Regions from separate parts of the Mus musculus genome. Here region 2 is linked to region 1. A link is a contact called in public Hi-C data. All regions are on one chromosome and are shown on one strand. Each heading gives the region's core, a stretch centred on a gene start, on an enhancer-like site or on the middle of the called end of the contact. The rest is flanking DNA. Distances are from core to core; before and after follow the strand shown. Region 1 overlaps Enpep (glutamyl aminopeptidase). Region 2 has its middle 49 kb from the start of Gm35787.

Region 1 (6,996 bases), core at 2,479-4,978:
CTATGGCCTGGCTTGTCATGTGATTTAGACTCAAAAGTTAACATGACTGTGATAAGGAGAAGAAAGGAAATTCTGAGTGTTGACTATTAGGAAGCACTGACCTGGCAAAGATAAAAGTGGTACTTTTTGGTACTGTTTATGTAAGATTCAATCTGGCTTATATTTCATGAGAAACAATAAACTGCAATGGAGAAGAAGGAGAAGAAGGAGAAGAAGGAGAAGAAGGAGAAGAAGGAGAAGAAGGAGAAGGAGGAGGAGGAGGAGAGGGGGAGGGGGAGGAGAAGGAGGAGGAGGAGGAGGTGGTGGGGGAGGAGGAAGAGGAGGAAAAGCCAAACTAATACCCACACATTGATCCAGCAGTCAGATTCCTGCTAACCAGTCTCAGACACTCCTCTCTTCCTCCAAGGACACAGGGCCATTTCTTTCATTACAAAAACAGGAGCATTATATTAAGTAATATTTAAGGCCCTATCTAGTTCCAAGATGGCTTGCCTATTTCTCTGCTGAAAAAATGTTGCAAGTGTCCAAAAAACAAACAAACAAACAAACAAACAAACAAACAAACAATATTTAGCAAGATAGACACAAGGTCAAGGCCAGCCTGGACTACACAGGGAAATTCTGTCTCAAAAGTAAACAAGAATCAGCAAAACAAAACAAAACAAAACAAAACACAACCCACTGAGCAAATGAACTCCTCTACGATGCTTTTATGAAGGCATTGCTCCCTAGAAGATGGTATTAACCTGTAGCTACAGTTAGAACTGTTATTATATACTAAGTGTTACTATATACTAAGAGTCTGGAATGAAGATCAGAAACACACTTCTTCCTTCCTTTGTCTGCCCTCTGGTGGTAGTATTGAGTAGTGAGTTAACCAAAAGAATTAACATAGGGGCAGGATTCCAAGGCAGCCTCAGCCATGTTTGGAGGGGTTCTGGGATTGGAAGTTTGTTTTATTTCTAAGTGCCCAGAACAAAGAAGAATATAGAAGATAATGTGACCTACATATAGTGCTTCCTGAAACTTTAAAGCAACTTAGAGATTAAATGTTATATACAAAGTTACGCCCTGGGAACACTTGAAAAGTTTGATTTCTAGGTAAGATTCCCACACATTAAATCGCACAGGACAGGGAGAGAGCAGAAACACTGGCAAGTCTCCAAAGACCAACCCCCCAGCACTGGCCAGGTAAGGGATGAGGAAAGACTGAGATAGCTCTCAGGGTGGGGGTGGGGGGCTGTCTCAGTGCTTCTGAAATTCCCATGCAGAGATCTTGTGAGCAAAACTTCCAAAGGGACAGCTTTCTATTTAAAAGATTTATGTTTTAAAAGTATTTGAAGAATAAAGACTTGCTCTCCTAAGTGAGTAACTTCTCCTATCTACTCATAACCACCTTGATCATTATTCAAAAGACTTCATGCCTGTTCTCTTCCTTAGCATGGCAAATTCGACCCACTAGCATTTAAGTTCAAGAACTGAGGAAGTGTCCACCTTTAAGACGGCTGAAAAATGGAAACAATACTTAATCATATGAAAATCAAACAGCACTGAAATATCAGTGTCTGGAAATGATGTTTTACTGCAAGAAAGTCACTGCTGTTTCTTGGATGGTGTTTGTGTGTGTGTGTGTGTGTGTGTGTGTGTGTGTGTGTGTGCTTATGTTATCTCATGCCATGGAAACACCAGGAGCAGTTATGGGAGGTTTGGGTGAAGGAAGACTGGCCTTTAAAGTACTCATCTTTTACAGATTTACTTGAAAAAATTCCAGTTCGCGAATGCAAAAACTTCCGACTTTTGGGATTCACTGCAAGAGGTGAGGAAGGCCTTGTCCGCTCAATTCCGAAGCAATTTACATTTTAATATCACTAATTATTTTTAATTTCCCCGCATTTACAAACTAATGGAGCTCCATTGTCCTCCCAACCACAGGCAAGCAATCTGCCAGTGAAAGAAGTGATGGACACCTGGACTAGCCAGATGGGTTATCCTGTGGTCACTGTGAGTGGAAGGCAGAACATCACCCAGAAACGCTTTCTGTTGGACTCCAAAGCTGATCCTTCGCAGCCACCGTCAGAGCTCGGGTAAAGATGACTCACTTTAAAAGAACAGGAGAAATTACTCAGCAGAAATACTGCTCGTACACTTAGGTCCTGCCTTCGTGGTATGATTGGCATGTGACAGTGTAAAGGTACAGCCTTTAGGCAACAGAGAGGTCAAGGCTAGCCAAGTGGCAGAACTGAGCGTTTGCCCACGTTTATCTTCTATGTGGACATGGACATCAAAGAATAAAAGAGTGGAAGCAGTGGAAAAAAATAAAGCCAGGTGTTGAACATGAGTGGGCGGGGCTGTGGGCAGTATGGAATGCTGGGAGAAAGGCTAAAGGGAAAATCATGGTCCAAAGGGAACTGGGAAAGATGTTGACAGATAATTACAGTGACCTCCCTAGGCAGGCTCTGCACTTACAGTGTGCAGTGCACAATAAAGAATACAGAGGATCTGAAAAATGGGTTGAGTAGTGAGCCCAGGCTGTGCCTTTCGGACCTACTCCTCCGCTTCATTCCCACCCATCACTCTTGCCCTCACTGTTAGAGAACTCTCAGAAGTCTGGCAGTGACAGCAGGCAGGAATCCAGATGGCTTGTTCCCCACCCCCTTCCAAATATACTAAAACAGTAGAGGACAGCCAAAGACTTCCACAGTGGAGGCTCCGGAGCAAAGCCATCCTTGCAAGGAGCATGGGCTGGGCTTCCCCTACGACTGCTCACGGGAGAGGCTTGTTTCCAAAACCTATCTTCCTCCTCTGTAGAAGGGGTAGCATCCAAGCCCTCAAGAGTAATCAATTCCGTTTTGAGAGATGATTTAGTTGGTAACAGACGTGCCATGAAAGCTTGAGGGTCCGAGTTTGCATCCCTAGAACCCATGTGAGGCCAGATAGAGCAGCACGCACTGGCAGCCCCAGTACCTCTATGGTAAGACGCATAGTGGCCTCAGGACATTCCCCAGAATCCTCAGCCCGTCTGCATACGCGAAAGTGGACAACAGAGAGACCTTGTCTCATATACGGTGGATGGTAAGGATCCTCTCACGTCCACACAAGTGGATATGCACACCCACACACAGATGCACACATCACACATGCAGACTCAGAACAACAACGTGATCAACTCAACTCTCCTTTCTTAAATATGAATAGACAGTGGAGAATTAGAAGACACATGAAAAATGGCTAAGCATGAAAGCTTAAACAATCCCAGGTGGACAAATGAAAAAGTCCCGACTCTACGGACATTAATCAGGAACCAAAAATGGGAAGAAAAAAAGGGGGGAAAGAAAGAAAGAGAAAATTATAAGAAATATTCAGACTTAAAAAAAAAAAGCTATGTGCTTATTGTACAAGACACAGTGCCTTCGAAAGGCAAATTGAGAACCCAGAAGGAAGACTAAAATTTTCAATGAAGTAAATTTGGGAGAAATTCTCCAAAAATGTAAAACTGACACAACGAGATGGTAACTATGAAGAAGGCAAACCTGAAAGCCTAGTGTCCGAAGAAGGGGTGAACAGCTAGGCACAGTGGCAGAGTCTGTGGGCGAGTGATAGGACCTGACCCAGTGTGGCAGGAGCTGGATCCTTGCCAGCTGGCAGGGATAGTGTGTGTAGCTTGTCCTTGGGTCCCATGGGTGTATCACATGGAAATGAACAAACTCTGTGAATTGACCTCTGTGAACTGAGAGCTGGTTGTGAAACCCTCAGTGGCTAGTGGCATGTCACAGAACGACAGTCACACCAAAAAAGGTGGGGCAAGACTCTCCCCTAGAGGTCCACGTGTGACCCAGGGAGAAGCTTGAGAATGATTTTATTTTGAAAATGTTTACTGTTAAAGGGAAACAGAAGTAGTAACATGAGGGAACTAGCCCGTGCCTCTCGTGGTTAAAGTAGAACATATTGGGTAATGTTAGTCAAGTTAAACTGGAGAGCCAGGCCAGAAGCTTGTGCCCAAGGAAGGGATGTGACAGCCTAGGGTTTTCAGCACCAGCTCTTCAAACTTTTTATTAATTATGAACTTATGTACAAATTGCCCAAGGCAAATTCCCCTGACCATTTAAGCAGCACTTCACTTTGAAATTTAATCAAATTATCTTATATATAAAACACATAAACTTATACATGGGACCAAGTTCATCTAAACACTTCTAATTAAAACTTTATTTCTAAGCCAGACAGTGGTGGCACACACCTTTAATCCCAGCACCCAGTGGGGACAAACAGACAGATTTCAAGAATTTGAGGCTAGCTTGGTCTACAGATTGAGTTCCAGGATAGCCAAGGCTATATATAAAGATATCTTGTCTCAAAAACAAAACAAACCAAAAAAACCCCAAAACTAGTAATTTCAAAGTATGAAGATTCAACTAAGATGTACAAATCTGTATCATCTACATTTTTATTTCTTGTATATTTTTATAAATCTAGTTAAAGCACAAATTATAGGGTCAGTGGCTTAGTGGGGGAGGGCACTGGCAGCCAAATCTGATGACCCACATGGAAACCACACAGATAGGAGAGGATCTTTGGATCTATTTTATGGGGGGGAAATGTGAAAATCGAGGCAGAAAGCGGTTATGCAACTCATTCAAGGTTGCTCAGAGAGGAAGTGATGGGACCTTCATTTGAATGCAGGCAGACTAGCTACAAGGCTGCATAGGAAGACTGGGGGGGTGGGCAAGGAAGGAGAGGGAGGGAAAGCCTGGGACAGGGATGCAAGCCACAATAGAGGGTGGAGACATTGGCTAGGATAGTGAGAAATCAAGGGACCGGAGGGAGAACACTGACAGATGACATTTGTATTTTCCCAAGTTCCCTCCAGTGACAACATGCGCATTGGATGTTACAGTGAGTAAGGCAGCAACATCCTCTGTCTTGCAAAACAACCTTCCACTAGGCAGGTTTCCCAGTAATTGTTTCCTCCTGTCATGGGTAGCCACTGATTTATTAAGCAAAGACAGCTCTTGCTTTGTTTGAGCTAGAGGGATTGGAGTAACAAACAAACAAACAAACCAGAAACAAACCTCCTGGTTTATCCATTCTGGTCTATACAGACCCTTCCCCTAAAAAAATTACAACTAAGTGAACCAAACACATCATTAAGAATAAAATCCCTTTTTGTTACCATAAATTTTTAAATTTTATTCAGCAAGAGATTACAGTTGTAGCATTGATACTTAATCTTTTTCTTAAGTTTTTAACCAGATATTGTATGCATCTTATTGTGATTCCTACAGGCATGAATTTTAGCCTCTAAAATTATCATAAAGTAGATTTATTTGTGTTGGATTTATAAAATAGAATTATATACTCACAGGAAAAGAAACAGAAAATCTGCTCTTTCTTCCTCACTGAGAACAATTTGTTACAAATCAATAGTAGCTGAACAAAGAAGCAAGAGATTTCCAAACGGAAACGAGTTTTCCTCATGTTTCTCCTTATCAAAATATTAGACAGCAATAAATACTTTCAGGCATCCTGCTATCTTGTATAATTAGCATATGTGAATAAGAATGTCTAAGCAGCACCTTCACCCACAGTGGGGTGGGTGGGACTGGCCCTTTCCTAGGCTAAGGCTTAGCCCTCCCTCTTCCAAGCTGCTCTTTTGTGCTCTCGGTTACACTGTGGGCTGACTGACCTCTTCTGAGTGTCTTTCTGTTTGCTTAATCCAAGATTAGGAGAAGCATAGAGCAGAAAGTTCTCTCATTCAGATGAACCCTATGTGAGTCATATTGTGGTCTCCGCCATCTCTTCAAATGTCTCATCTCTGTCTGTGGGATTTCTTCCTATCAGGACCCCGGGTGCCCATTCCACATTAAGAGACAGAAGATTGGGAGTAGGGGTGCCATCATAGAAGATTAAGTCAGTGTCAGCGGCAAAAATTAGACTGGCCATATTTAGCACTGATGGAGCCTGTAAGACAGTCAGAACACTAGTTACACCTTCAGGAACGACCCCTGATACTGCTGAATTTAGATAACATGTAACAGCCTTCATTTACTTGGCTCCTGCTCTTGGACATATTATGCTCCCAAATCTTTTTCTTTACTCAGCGGAGATTAGGTACAATATCAGGATTCTAAAATTAGAAGAGAGCAGTAGCGCCACTGCCTTCCTTCATTTTGACTTACGGCACTCTTAGACATCCCAGGATAGCGTGTTTTATATCTGTTTCCAGTAACACATCTTCTACCAGCCTTTAGTGTGGTAGAGTCCCAGGGAGGAGAACACCCTATATGAAGACTGTGCTCATAGATCATGAAGCCCCCAGCTGTTCCAGGTTGGGTCAGGCTGGCACTAGGGAAGATGGGGAAGCTCGACTGTTCTTCCGGTTAGCCCTGCACTAGCAGCACGGCAAGAATATAGAATGGGATTTGTTACAGTCTGCTTTGTTCCTCTTCTGAGAAGTCGTAGAGCTCCCTAAAAACGTACCTGGAGATGGCAAGTGAAGGAGGGAGCAGGGATGGGGGTGGGGGCACCTGCAGGAGTGCTGTACGAAGCGGGATCTGTAGAGACTCGCTGGCTGCCAACTACAGGGAAGCTCTGGAGCCTGCTCAGATGTACTTGGCAGATTAGGTAAGATAGGTTGTCACCACACCCATCCACCACGAAGGAAGAAGGGCCACATTCAGAGGAATAAGTTTCCTGGATCTTTGGGCTTTCAGGCTCCAGCAGCCTGAGGGCATCTGCCACGCAGCCAGTTTGGAAAGCATACCCAGTCAGGGAGGGGAGAGAAATGTAAGGAGGTGGCATTGGGTAAGCCTGAAGCATCCACAACAGTCACTGGAGAACCAAGGGAGCCACTGGTCTCCTGAACTATGTAGCTATTCTACTGGAGACAGGAGGGTGGCAAGTTCAAGACTTGCCTGGGCTGCAGAATGAGTTCAAAGCTAGCCTGGGAAGTCTAAAGGGGCTTTGTCTCAAAATAAAAAATTAAGTCGTAGCTCATTG
Region 2 (6,815 bases), core at 2,267-4,766, 180 kb before region 1:
CTGATTGGTCCTACGTGGAACTTACAGTTGTCCTTAATTAATTAATTAATTAATTAAGTTAATTCCTTAAGATTAACAAACGTCAGAGCATACGGAACATAGCAGGGTATGTGGTCAGCATGACCCTGCTCTGAGTCAAGTTACTTTACTGTCTCAGTGGCCGGCAGGCATATTACAGCAACAATATGAAATAGCTGGCAGGCATGGAACAAAATGGCGATGGCTATGCTAAGGAGGGACAGAGCTCCCTAACTATCATTAAAATTGTTGCTGTCTTCACTCTTATTTGAGATAGGGCCTGTGTGTAGCCCAGACTGTGAGTTTAAACTTACAAACTTTCTGCCTCAGCTTTCCAAATTCTGGGACTATTGGTGTTTGGCCCTATCATGGTTGGTTTTAATGTCACCCTGCCACAAATTAGACTCCCCTAAATAGGAAGCTGCACTTTAGTCAGGGTCCAGATTGCCTTGATTGATGTGAAATTATCTGCAGTGCCTTCTGGGATCAGCCCAGATAACTGGGGGAGAGGTGGGGCATGGAGTTAATGGTTGCGGGATTTAAAAAAAAAAAAAAAAGACTGTAGAACCGGCATGCATCCGCTCCAGCCAGGTACTGGCGGGCATTGGCCAAGCTGTTTTTATCTTCTGGAGACTCAGAACTCCACAATCTCTCCACCCAGCTCACTAGGTTCCCACTGGCAGGTCGCTACCATGCCGGCCCCATGCTTCAAATCCCCCATGGGCCTTTGTGGTGCCCGTCAGGCAAGCCCACGCTTTGCTTTGCCTCTGTATCTTTCTCTCTGGAGCCCAGAAGAGCCACTGAATGCAAAAGGAAAACGCAACACAAACTTAGTTTTAAAAAAAATGGTAACTCAATCTCTGGGGGCAACAGCTAAAACCTAATCTTGTAAGCCGTATTAAAATCTGATTCCTCTGATGATGAAACCTTGCGGCTCTGCCACGATACTCTTGCAGCTACATCTTACCGCTCTGCTGCCCTGTTCCAAAGAGGACCTAACACCCTCCTGCTTCCTCTCTTACTCCGCCCAATCCAGAAGTCCTGCCTACTCGTCCAGTGATTGGCTCCTTTATTCATTTGGTGATTGGTTCACAAGAACAGCACCAGGCCGGTCCACAACTGTTAACTGCTGGTGAGTTAACTTCTCCTGTTGTTGCTCCCCAGTTCCTCCTTCTCTGGTATCAGAAGCAGCACCTCCATGCTTTTGTCTCAGACCTGGGGCCAGCATCTCTCCAGGAACCTTCTAGGCTTTGGGTGGTAGACTGGGACTGCTGAAGGAGCAACCCTGTGTACTGAGCAACTAAACTCCCTACTTAGAGACGCTATGATGGGGACTATGCCAACTGCGAAGGCTCTGTTCCTTAGAGAACCCTGACAAACCCAGACACCACATACCAAAAGTATTAACTGATAACCTCTCAGGTTTGCAGTCATTTTACAACTTACCCCCACCTTTCCTTTTTGTAAAGCAATCTTTCTTGCCTACGTGTACCTGTCTGGTGCCCGAGGAAGTCAGAAGAGGGTGTCGGATCTCCTGGAACTAAAGTTCCAGACAGCGTAAGTCTCCAAGCAGATGCTGGCACTTGTATCTGGGTCCTCTGTAAAAAGCCATAAATGTTCTTAGCTGCTGAGCCATCTCTCCAGCCTCTTGATTACTATGGTCATTTTATCCTTTCACTATGGATAACATTCAGGTTTCCAGGCACAGCTCTGTGTGTTCTTGGACAAAGAGGAACAATATGTTCCCTAGATACTTAATGAGGAAAGTGGCAACGTGCACCAAACAGCATTAGCATCTTGTCCCTTGGCTCCTACAGTTTTCATTTCATTGGCTGAAGGGACTGGGGGAGGAGTGGGTGGCTGGCTTTTTTAGTGCACAGGTTCTGCAAGGGTGAGAATGGTGTTTCAGATACAACAACAGATAAGTGCACCTGTGTCTGACTTAGATTATGGAGTCTGACATGAGGGCAGGGATGAGCCTCGGAATCCTTCAGAACAAATGAGCATGCACTATAGCTGGTATACTCGTATACTGGTAGGGGGGATGTACACTGTATGTGGCGGAGATGTATAATATGTAGCTGGATGGCATTCTGTGTTGGAGAAAGCATGTATGCCATCTCAGCTCACCCTCTCTTAGAAAGATGCCTGTTTTTTCAGACTTTGAATATGTGTTGGGGGTTTTGGCCTTTTCTAATGATAAGGCTGAGTGAGTGATGGAGGAAGTATGGTATTGGAGACTAGCCCTTCAAGTCATGGGTGTTCCTCTTTTCATAGGAAAGGAAGCTGTCCTGCTTGAGGATACTGGAGTAGCCTTGGAGTATTTTTCATGGTAAGGCCTCGAGGTATCCTGCTCATCGGGCAACACGGGGCACCCTATTGTAAGCCCGTGAGCTAGCCATTCTGGAAGCAAGCCTTCTGCCTCAGTTCCCTGATTGCACTTTGGGTGACTGTGAAAGATCCTACTGTATTTGCATTACATATTATGAGCCAGCAACACCTACCTCGGGCTCTTCTACACTCTCAGCTGGGCACAGTGACCAGCCACCGGCTCTGGAGGTTAAGTTAGGAGAGTTACACGGTTCCCAAGCATCCTGGGCTAAATGTGAAGTTTGAGACCAACCTTGGCTTCATAGCAAGAAAACAAAACAACCCCATCTACAGGCCTTGTGTGATGGTTTGTATATGCTTGGCTCAGAAAGCGACATTAGGAGGTGTGGCCTTGTAGAGGTAGGTGTGTAACTGTGGGTGTGGGCTTAAGACCCTCATCCCTGCTGCCTGGAAGTCAGTATTCTGCTAGCAGCCTTCAGATGAAGATGTAGAACACTCAGCTCCTCCTGCACCATGCCGGCCTGGACACTGCCATGCTCCCGCCTTGATAATAGACTGAACCTCTGAACCTGTAAGCCAGCCTCCATTAAATGTTGTCCTTATAAGAGTTGCATTGGTCATGGTGTCTGTTCACAGTAGTAAAACCCTAACTAAGACGTTTGTAAGATAAAAGTATTTGCCATTTTACACCCCTTTTCCTTGGAAGCATTTGTTGAAAAGCAACAGGAATCCAGTAGCACAAGGCGATGTTCCAGGTAGCTATGGTTGAAAAAAAAAATATAAATCAAACTGTGAAATCTTGGCATCACACAATAGACCATAGTTCTTGTGAGTCTGTAGGGGCTTAGCTGGGCTAGGCTGCCTTCCAATACATGGGATCTTTCTGTGGTGAGCTAGGAACCTACCTGTATCCTCTTCAGTTTCATCATCTTCTATTTGGTCACTACTCCCAAATGTGCCTTACCTGGGTGGCCAGAAGTAATTCCAATCATTTACTGACTTTCATAGCTTTGGATATGCCTAACCACTAATGTTTCATTGGCAGAGTCGAGGCCCTGGTGTTAATGTAAGGTAAGAGAACAGTAGGCACCGTTAATGCCATGCATGACCTGGGAGGTGGGGAGGGCAAGAACGCTGTTAGGAAGTCGGGAATGGTTTGCGAGCTCTTCTCGCCAGATAGCAGTGCAAAGTCTGACCTGCTGACACTGCTGATAAAAATGTGCATGGTCATCTTTTCAACCTCGGCTGCTGGAAGTCAGATTGCAAAACAACTTCTCTTCATGGATTAGATGAGGATGAAAACGGCGAGAGACAGGAAACCTTCGAAGACAGGCTAATCCCAATGAAACAGAAATTAAAATGGCCACAAGGACCCGGGGCTCATCGCTCTGAGAGGCTCAGCGCCTGAGGAGTGGGCCGGCACATGTAAATGGCATGAAAGGCAGGCACCCATTTTGCGTTGTGCTTGCTTGTTCGGGAACTTTTGTTTTTAATCATCAACGTTGGCATTTCATGTTTGAAAAATCTTCATTTGAAACACTAAACTCTGCTAGTGAGGTTGCTCAGTGGGTAAAGGCACCTGCCACCAAGCTTGGTGACATGAATTTGATTCCTGGGACCCACGTGAGAGAAAGAGAGAATGGACTCCTGAAGGTTGGATTCTTATTCTATGATGACATAAACTAAATGGTAAAAAACAAAAAACAAACAAACAAAAAAAACCAACAACTTCTCAGCAGCTATGAAAACACATAAAATCTATTCAGGTATGGACTAGACCAGGCTTAGGGGTTTGTGATATGGGTAGAGGCAAGTTTACAAGTCCAGAAATCCAGGAAGCTAATGTACTGAAGTTACCCCTCACCTCATTGAACGGGAGTTGAGCAAACTCTTGCAGGTCAGTGGCAGGTCAACATTGTACTAGGGGTTCATACCTGGGGGTGGGGGAGAAGATATGGTATAATGTCAAAAAATGACAGAATGAGAGAGAGAGACAGAGAGAGAGAGAGAGACAGAGAGAGAGAGAGACAGAGAGAAAGAAGAGGGAGAGGAGATGCAGGAGGTGAAAGACAGAGAGAGAGAGAGGGAAGAGATAGAGAGACGAGGCAGGGCTTGGGGGAAAGAAAGAGAGTTAGATGCCTTGGCTTTAGTCCCAAGCTTGATAGTTTTATCTCAACAATATTGTCTTCCTAATTTTTCTTATATGTAAATTGAAAAACGGGATTATGTCTGTTGTTAGTGTGTGTGTGCATGCATGTGTGTGTGTTTGTGTGCATGTGTGTGTGTGTGTGTGTAAGACAGGATATACCTGGACAGTGAATCTCACTGGCCTCCTTCACAGACATGAATACTTATCTTCCCTTTGCTTTCTCCCGGGAATTTGGGAGATTGCTTCTCTCAGACCTGGAACAGGCAATGTTCCTTCCACTGTTCTTAGGTTTAGGAGTTTATACTAGGCCCCTTTCCCCGTTATCTGCTAACAGTAAAAGATTATAATTCACTTGAAGTTGGGGGTGCATGGTCTCTTTATATTACCGCAAATCTCATTTAAAAATGTTGATCTCTTTACGCTCTTAGACAATTCTTTCTGTATCTAAGTGAGGCCAGTGTATTTGAAGAAGGGGCAAATTTTGCATAATGAGCCCTTTCTAGGAAGCTCTGGTTTTTTCTAAAGATTTTTTTTAAAGATTTATTTATTTATTATATGTAAGTACACTGTAACAGTCTTCAGACACACCAGAAGAGGGCATCTGATCCCATTACAGATGGTTGTGAGCCACCATGTGGTTGCTGGGATTTGAACTCAGGACCTCTAGAAGAGCATTTAGTGCTCTTAATCTCTGAGCTATCTCCCAGCCCTTTTTTCTAAAGATTTCGTACATGGAGCTGGAGAGTTGTCTCGCTGGATAAGAGTGTGTGGTGTGAAAGCCAGACAACCTAGGCTCAAGTCCCCAGCATCTGTGTAGAAGGCTGGGTGTGGGTGCACATGCCTCTCACCTCTCAAGGCAGTACTGTTCAGAGGACCGAGTTACCCAGAGCCAGGCTGACTCCATGATACGCTGCAAACTGGCAGTTTGAGAGACTAGGCCTGGGTTTCTGTTTCCAAGAAATGAGAACCTGGATCCAGGAAGCTGTGGTCAGCCACAGCTGCATGCAGCCAAACCGAGGACATCTTGTCATCCGGTCTGAAGTAAGAATAGGTAGATAGAATGAATAAATGACAGCCCCTACCCCCCCCCCCCCAGCCAGGGAGGTCTCTAGAGCCCTAACCAATTGTAGAATCAGTCAGATCCCTATGCAGCTAACTCATCAAAATAAAAGGGCACACACCTGTCCCTGGAATTCTCCTAACTGACAATAAAAGCTGAGCTTGTATGCTCACTAGGGGTCTCCATTTCCAAATGGGGAGACCCCTGCATGCAGGAAATTCAGCTGAATAAAAGCTCTTGGCTTTTGCATACTGTTTAGGTCTGGGGTATCACTCTTCTGCAATTATTGAACCCTAACACTGTGGAGCAGAGACAGATTCTAGGACTTGCTGCTGAGTCTCCGGTTCAATGAGAGACGTGTCTCTGCAGTGCAGTTAGAGGAAGATGCCTGGTGTCAGCCTCTGGCCTTGACAGGTAGCATCCTGAGTCTATATACCTGCACACATGTGCACACAACAGACACACATAAAATAAATATTTCCACATGAAAAAATTTCCAATGATTTGTAAACAATACTGTATGCAAACACTAAAATTGGTATGAAAATCTGTGACCCACCCCCATGGCCCCCAATTGAGGTTCCCAATGTTCTAGGCTGTGATGGTATTATTTTATGTTTTGACAATACTTAAATGAAAAGATGCAACAGTGGGTAGGATAGCTGACCAAGCCAGCTCAGTCGGTCAACAGGTTCTCCAGAGCAGGAGTGAGGATTAAAAAGAAAAAAGACAATTAGACAACACTGTGGCATGACCCCAGACAGTTCTGAGACTGAGGCAGGTTTATTTCTTTTTCCCAAACTGCTTTTATACCATTTTAATTACATGCAGGTAATAAGATCAGTTCTAGGCTGAGGAACAAGCAAGACAATAAACACAAATAGGCCAGGAACAAGCAAGGCAATAAACAAAGTCCCATGATCACTCTCATGATCACTATTTCTAAGGGCTTATCAGGATGACCAAGGTATCTGAGCCTACTTCCCTGTCCTAGCCCAAAGTCATATTCATGCCTAAAGCCTACTTCTTTGTTCTACCTTAAAAATCAGATTCCTGCCTGACCTTACTTCCCTGTTTTAGCCTAAAATTAGAGTCCTGCCTGAGCTTACTTCCTTGTCATGGCCCAATGTCAGACCCCTGCTAAGTGGCCCCAAAAGCTCTCCACAGATAGCAATATCAGCGCGAGGACCAGAAATGTTCACTATGCTATTTAGAAGATACTTTAAAGATTTACTTATTGAGACAGCCTCTTGCAGC

Evidence for each region. Hi-C and Micro-C count contacts between places; a contact is called where the count stands out from the background.
Region 2: a contact with region 1 is called in a Hi-C map of liver, with 2.6 times the contacts expected there. The contact joins two enhancer-like sites. A contact is called at or near these places in 2 of 15 datasets of contacts at CTCF or cohesin (large pre-B cells and pro-B cells), 1 of 484 Hi-C or Micro-C datasets (liver) and 1 of 9 other capture datasets (adipose tissue).

What each region holds. Positions count from the first base shown.
Region 1 is chr3:129,293,918-129,300,913 of GRCm38.p6, reverse strand. It overlaps Enpep (glutamyl aminopeptidase), which reads left to right. Exons shown (of 20, transcript NM_007934.3): 9 at 1,751-1,816; 10 at 1,933-2,084. Among named protein-coding and RNA genes, the nearest start is that of Enpep, 35 kb to the left of the region's middle. Within about 2 kb of position 3,728, at least 18 of the 459 cell types and tissues checked have an H3K27ac peak or open chromatin away from gene starts, as enhancers often do. A contact at or near this core is called in liver, where this site is marked.
Region 2 is chr3:129,468,917-129,475,731 of GRCm38.p6, reverse strand. No RefSeq gene overlaps it. Among named protein-coding and RNA genes, the nearest start is that of Gm35787, 49 kb to the right of the region's middle. Within about 2 kb of position 3,516, at least 10 of the 459 cell types and tissues checked have an H3K27ac peak or open chromatin away from gene starts, as enhancers often do. A contact at or near this core is called in liver, where this site is marked.